2 separate regions of the Rattus norvegicus genome follow, and region 1 is linked to region 2. Evidence: chromatin contacts called from public Hi-C data. All regions are on one chromosome and are shown on one strand. The core of a region is the stretch at or near the end of the contact, and the rest is flanking DNA. Distances in the headings are between cores, read along the strand shown.

Region 1 (3,418 bases), core at 785-3,284, 160 kb before region 2:
TCCCTCCTCTCCCCTTCCTCCTCTCCCCCTCCCTCCTCCTCTCCCCCTCTCCCCCTTCCTCTTCCTCTCCCCCTCCTCCCCTCCTCTCCCCTCCCCCCTCCTTTCTCCCTCCTCTTCCCCTATCTTGACCATTTTCACAGTACATTTAGGATGAACACGATTGTCCACCCAGCCGCCATCATCACCACCCGTCTGCAGAACATTTCATCCTCCCAAACTGCGGCCCCGCCTCTTCGAAGCACCAACTCCTTCCTATGTCCTGGCAACCAGGGTCTACATCCTGCCTCTGTGTATCTGACTATTCTAGGGGCTTTACACAGGGAGTCATTAGGCAGACATTGGCCTTTGTATAACATTGCACTTGGCACAGTGCCTCAAGGCTCATCCACATGACAGCCACCATTTTCTTCCTATTTTTAAAATTCTTGCGATTTTTTTATTTGTTTGTTTGCATGTATATGTGGTGCATGTGTGTGCCGGCCCTTGCATGCACGGGGGCCAGAGGAGGATGTAGGAGGCCCTGTGCCATCACTGATTTACGCCCCCATGAGGCAGGCTGTCTCACGGAACATGGAGTTAGGCTGGTAGCCAGCAAGCCCCAGGAATCCTCTTGCCTCTGCCCCTCTACTACTACACTGGGGTTATAGAATCCCTTGACACGGATTTTGGGGATTTGAACTCAGATCCTCACGCTTGTATGTCAGAGCTGTTACCTGTTAAGCCATTTTCCCAGCCCTCCTCGCTACCTTTAAAGCTGAGTCTGCGTCGTGTGTGTACCCAGCGTGTTCTGTTTATTCCTCTCTCACGGATGCTTGCCCAGCCTCCACCTCCTGGCTGTTTTCCACATGATGGGAGTGGAGAGGTAAGCAGGCATCTTTGGAGACCCAGCTTTTAATTCTTCAGGGTGTATACTCAGAAATGGGACACCATGGAGAGTTCGTTGTCTCCTGGAGGGTGTTTCACGTTTATGCTGCCCTCTCTACCACCCATGACCCAGTTGCAAGTGAGTTCCTCCTTCTGGAGCCTTGGTTGGTCCTAGCCCAGTTGCAGAGCAGAATCTCCTTGCCTTGTTATGGCACATAAGCCAGTGTTGATACCATGCCCTTGGTCCCCAGGCCATACTCAAAGCTGAACACAGGAGTTTAGGCACGTGGGGGCTGCATGCCCTCAGGTGGCTGGAGGCATTTGTCACCACAGAGCTAGTCATGTCTCTAGTGCTAAGGGCCCTAAGCCTGCTGTAGTTCTGTAACCACCAGGAGGAATGAAGATGTTCCAAAGATGTATGCATGTTTGTCTCTTAACTTGAGTTAAGGGCTCTTGAGTGTGGAAACAATGGATGCCTCAAACTAGAATTTCCCAAGGAATCTAACTTTCCTGGCCTTGGCCCTTGGGTGGGCACAAGTGACTGTGGTTGGTTATATGCTCAACAGAGATGCTAACAGAACAGTAAAGACACACATGGAGGGAGAAAGTGGGGGGGAGAGAGAGAGAGAGAGAGAGAGAGAGAGAGAGAGAGAGAGAGAGAAAGGGAAGGGAAGGGAAGGGAAGGGAAGGGAAGGGAAGGGAAGGGAAGGGAAGGGAAGGGAAGGGAAGGGAAGGGCAGGCTAACCATTTCTCCACCCAGACCCTTATGAGTCACATACTCTATGTATCCCATGCTGGTGTCCTAGGACCCCTGCTGCAAGAAACTCTGAAGAGTTGCTGTTGTTCTCAAAGAACCCCGAGATACACTACACAAGTGACTTAGTGACAGCTTGAGGCAACTTCACATTATGAACCTCCCACTGTAGCCAGGATACCAACCCTACATTCTCCAATGTAGCCTGAACCCTGTTCCACCCCCACTCCTCTCCCCTGCATCCCTTCCCGGGAGTGCAGCACACTAATCCCTTAGAAGCAGGGTTAACCCTCCCTGAAGGAGGTCCACGAGCCCAGCGGTTCTGTGTAGGCAGTGCCCGTCTAATTGTGTGTGCTCAGTGTGCCAGACTCCGCCTCTTGGACTTCAGGCTTCTGTAAAGTCTAGCTCGGTACTGGGTATTCTGATTCACCAACTCGGAGCCTCCTGAGACGTCTAAAAATGGCACTTCCGAGCCGTGACTCAGTGATGAAGGAGGCATTTGGTTCTGTTCCTTCTCCTGAGTAGGAAGGCATGACTCATCCCTCCTCCTTGCCTGGGGCTTGGGAAAAGCCTTTGACGCTAACACCCTGGCTCTACGCTGGACCTGGGCTGTGGAGTCAGCTCTCTCTGCCTTTAAGTGGGCATAGTTCTGCTCCCCACCCCAGGTGAGGGTGGATGAAGGAGAAATGAGGTGAAGATTTTGAGTGGCTGAGTCGAATGCCAGCAGGGACCCCTCGTTTGCTTTGTCCTGCCCTCCCTGACAGACTGGCCTTTCTGAGACAGCGTCTACCTCAGCTGCCACATTAGATCAAACTGTCAGGTGGAAGTCCTGGCCCCCTGAACAAAATGTCCCCACAGTCATGGGAGGGGTCATAGGTGGACGTGCAGAGGCCAGAAGGTGACCTCTGCTGTTGTTCCTGAAGAGCTGGCTACCAGTTCTTTTCTGAGACAAGGCCTTGCCTGGAACTCATTCAGTAGAAGACTAGCTAGCGATAGGGCCCCAGGGATCTGCCTGTCTCAGCCTCTGCCACTGGAACTACAAGTTTGCACCATGGTGTCCAGCTCCTGCATGGGTTTTCATGCAGAGATGGAATTCAGGTGCTCAAGCTTGCAGAAGAAGCCATATTCCAAGCCCTCCCCACCCCACCCCCCACAGCTTTTATTTATTTTTCCTTCTTTTTTTTTTGGAGCTGGGGACTGAACCACCCAGGGCCTCGAGCTTGCTAGGCAAGCGCTCTACCACTGAGCTAAATCCCCAACCCATTCCTTCTTTTTTTTTTAAGTTACAGATTTATTTAGTTAGTTAATCAGTTATGTGTCTGAGTGCGTTGCCTGTGAGTATATACATTCACCATGTTCCTGCCTGGTTATGTAGGTTGAAGGTCAGAGGAAGGCTTCGGATCCTTTGGGGCTGGAGTTATAGATGATTTGAAGCCACCATGTGGGTGCTGGGAATCAAACCAGGTTTCTCTGCAAGAGCGACGTGCTCTTCATCGCTGCGTTCTCGCTCCAGCCCAGCTTCTTACTCCCCACTTTCTCCAGGGTGTGTCCAGATAAAAGGTCATCCTCCAGTTCCTATCAAACCTGAGGCCAGTCTGGATTACATGAGACCTGTGAGGGGGGAGGGGGAGAGGAGGGAGAGGAGGGCATGGAGAGGAGGGAGAGGGGGAGGAGAGGGTTGGGGGTTCAGGGGTAAAAATGACCCACTTAAGCTTTGCATCAAACTTAGACAATGCCCGGCGCTGCTGACAGTAACCGTCATGAGCATGAGAGCCATTACATAGTGACAGAAGCTGCTGG
Region 2 (3,384 bases), core at 442-2,941:
AGCCATACGTGGTAGTTTACACTTAAAGGTCCCGGTGCTAGGGAAGTAACAACAGGCAGATTACTGGAGTACTTACCTCCAGGTGTATGAGATACCTCGCTTCAAAATGATAGGGCCAATGTCCTTCTTCCGGTCTCCTCTGGTTTCCACATACATTGCAGATGACACAGGAGGTCCGTTTGACTTAGAGACTTAGTTCTCACTGCACTGCTTTCTCATGCTAACAGAGTCCCTTTCCTCTGTTGACTTAGTTGCAGAACTCAGAGGTGGGAGACATTTTTAAATTTAAGTTATCCTGTGTGTATGGGTGTGTGTGCCTGTGGCACAGCAGCATGTGTGTGTGGAGGTCAGAGGACAACTCCTCCCGTGTGGCACCAACTTACATTCTTGTTCAGGAGGAGAGTGATGTCCATGGCAGCAGTAGTCTTCGGGGAACATTAAATTGAATTATAATATTTAATGACGATGCATTTGAAAAGATAAATTACAAATATAGTCCTTTAGTCACAGGTGACTGCTGCCTCCTGCATTAGACAAAGCAAAGTTCTGAAAGATAGCTCTGTGCCAGAGTGGGGCGCCTTGGCAGAAGATCCTCTGACCTCTGAAAGGTCCACAGGCCTTTGGCTGTGAAGGGATTCTGATGCCTGATGAAGAGCTTGCTGGTGCTGGCTGCTGGCTTCTCTCTCAGCCTATAGATAGCGAGTGATATGCGGACTACTGTGAATCGTACTATGACAGAGTTAGCATGTTAGCGTTTAGGTGCTCTGTTTAGAGAGAGCTAAGTGACAAGCCAGACTGCGTGGTGTCTGAGGGCAGCTCTGTGTTTCCTTGGCTGGGCTCCCTTATCTTTGAGTCTGTAGGGAAACACTAGCTTCACACAAGGATGGTAGGGCTTCCTGTGGTATTGATCATTATTTGTGAATGGAAAGTCACCTCTGTTTAACTTTTGGCCAGTTTGGACTCTATAGAGTTGTCTGAATTATCTGTGTGACAAAAAGTGCAGAAGAATCTTGGGGAATCAGGAAAATGCTTGATTATAAACATGTTTGAGTCCTAGAACACTGTTTTAAAGGTAAAGGCCAGCTATGGTGGCGTGTGCTTATAACCCTAGTGTGGAGAGGAAGAGACGGATCCTTGGAGTTCACTGGCTAGCCTGTCTAATTGGAAGGTCATGTCAGCGAGAGACCCTATTTTATATTATTTTTAAATTTATTTATTTGATGTGAGTACACTGTAGTTGTCTTTAGACACACCAGAGAGGACATCGGATCCCTATTACAGATGGTTGTCAGCCACCATGTGGTGGCTGGGAACTGAACTCAGGACCTCTGGAAGAGCATGTAGTGCTCTTAACCACTGAGCCATCTCTCCAGCCCGAGACCCTATATTAAAAAATGAATGACACATGAACACAAAGGTGGCTGTTGATTAGAGTCTGTTGGTGTATTTAGGTGTTTTATTGTTGTTGTTTTTTTTTTTTTTTGAAAGGAAAAATTCTTTGAATGTTTGCTGAGTTTGCTCTCTGGTTCTTAGTAGCAAAGTGCTATAGTTGATTCAGATTACTGACTAGGAATACAGTCCTTGGTCTCATATACCCAAGGTTATAGAGGAGGCATTAGAATATCTTGAGCTGGAGAAAGGTGCCAGGTCAGGTAACGGTTTGAGATTGAGAAGGATTTGGTTAGAAAGTTCTATGCTCTACCTTTCTTACCAGGCTGCTGGCCTGGGCCTTGAACTACAGGAGTACATGAGTGAAAAAGCTGCTTTCTTGGGTTGAGAGAAGAAGCTGTTGACCTCCATTCTCAGGCCGCAGTTCCTCCTATAGAGTCCTATGGAACCTATGACATTATAATATAGTAGCAAACTGTGCAATTGCTCTAATTACCTGCTGTTAAGTCCCCATCCTAATTATCATTAATTAGAAACAGCGATAATTATGAAAAGAGGTAAGGAATCTGAGATATGCTAGGTGGAAACTATTGCAGTTGTTTGCCTGCTCAGGCCTTGCCAAGAATATGAAACCAGTGGAACCAATTTTAGGCCTTGAATTGGCTCCAAATCAGATTCCTTTGCTGGCTCATGTTCCCTCAGCTGCTGCAGATCTCGGGTCTGGCTGCACAGTCCAGGCATCAGAGTCTCAACTCACATGCCAGAATGTGCTTCTTATTTATAGAAAATCACACCACCTTATTGTCTGTTTGAGCTGATACTTTATAGGTGTGGAAACTGAGGCTGAGGGAAGGTCACACTCTTGGCTATGTTCAAGCTCTTGGGTGGTGGCAAGTCACTACCACCTGGCACTTGGGCTGTGAGGTTGGTTGTGGATGCTGATGGGGATGCAAAGGCCATCCCGGCAGCACTTGCTCTGTGTCAGGATAGGAGACACTAGAAAGCCCAACATTGTTTGGGAATGAGAACTTTCATTCTCATCAAGTGCTACTTTAGCTTGTCTTCTCCCTGTGAGGTGGAGGTACAGGTGAGCACACCTCTCCTTTACTTTGTTTGGCCTTGGACTGGGGAGCAGGTTACAGCATTGCTGGAGAATTGGACTCCTTGAACAGAGACTGTCTGATTACACTTGTTCATTAAGTGAATCTGTCACTGGTTGTCTAGTAGGTCTGTCAGTGAGCTTGTCCAGAGATGGAATTCTCTAGGGCTGTGTGTCCCTTTCTGCTATATCTTAAAGCTAAGCAAGCAAGATCTTTGTGTTTTGCTTTTTTGTTTCTTTCAAAGTTTTATATATATTTGTTTTACCTGCATCTTTGTGTACCATACGTATGCCTGGTGCCTATGGAAGCTAGAAGAGGGTGTTGAATCTCCTGTAACTGGAGTTCGGGGATGGTCGTAAGCACTGTATGGTACTGGGGAACTGAGCCAGGTCCTCTGCAAGAGCAGAGTGCTCGTAACCACTGAGAACTTGTATTTTTATGCACTCTGAGTGACTAGTATCTATACATATAAAATTTGTGTGCCAGTGGACTTTTGTAATACCTGCCCTCATAGCATTTTGAGGCTCTTGTACCTTGTCATATTTATTTTTTAACCCAAAGCATATGCTATTTAATTGTTTCAAGTAAGTAAAATACATGCTGAACTTTTCTCCTGAAAAACCTTACTCCAGAAAAGTTTCTCTGATGGAAAATGTTTGAAAATGCAGACAAAAGAGGGCTTTTGGTAGGGAAGATAATCCTAGATGTGTCTCTTTAAGATCGTGAGGGTTCACTGAACTGAGAACGGGACCCCTGTTGCAGGAACTAGAGAAAGGACTGGAAAGAGCTGAAGGGGCTTGCAACACCATAAGAACAATAATGCCAATCAACCAGAGCTTCCAGGGACTAAACCACTACCCAAAGACTATACATGATTGACCCAGGGCTCCAACTG

The links. A called contact is a pair of places that touch in the nucleus more often than the background predicts.
Region 1: a contact with region 2 is called in a Hi-C map of liver, with 3 times the contacts expected there. The contact joins two enhancer-like sites. A contact is called at or near these places in 2 of 12 Hi-C or Micro-C datasets (frontal cortex and liver).

What each region holds. Positions count from the first base shown.
Region 1 is chr17:65,808,942-65,812,359 of GRCr8, reverse strand. No RefSeq gene overlaps it. Among named protein-coding and RNA genes, the nearest start is that of Dip2c, 87 kb to the right of the region's middle. Within about 2 kb of position 2,034, at least 34 of the 93 cell types and tissues checked have an H3K27ac peak or open chromatin away from gene starts, as enhancers often do.
Region 2 is chr17:65,650,563-65,653,946 of GRCr8, reverse strand. The region is part of intron 1 of Dip2c (disco-interacting protein 2 homolog C); the gene reads left to right. Among named protein-coding and RNA genes, the nearest start is that of Dip2c, 71 kb to the left of the region's middle. Within about 2 kb of position 1,691, at least 16 of the 93 cell types and tissues checked have an H3K27ac peak or open chromatin away from gene starts, as enhancers often do.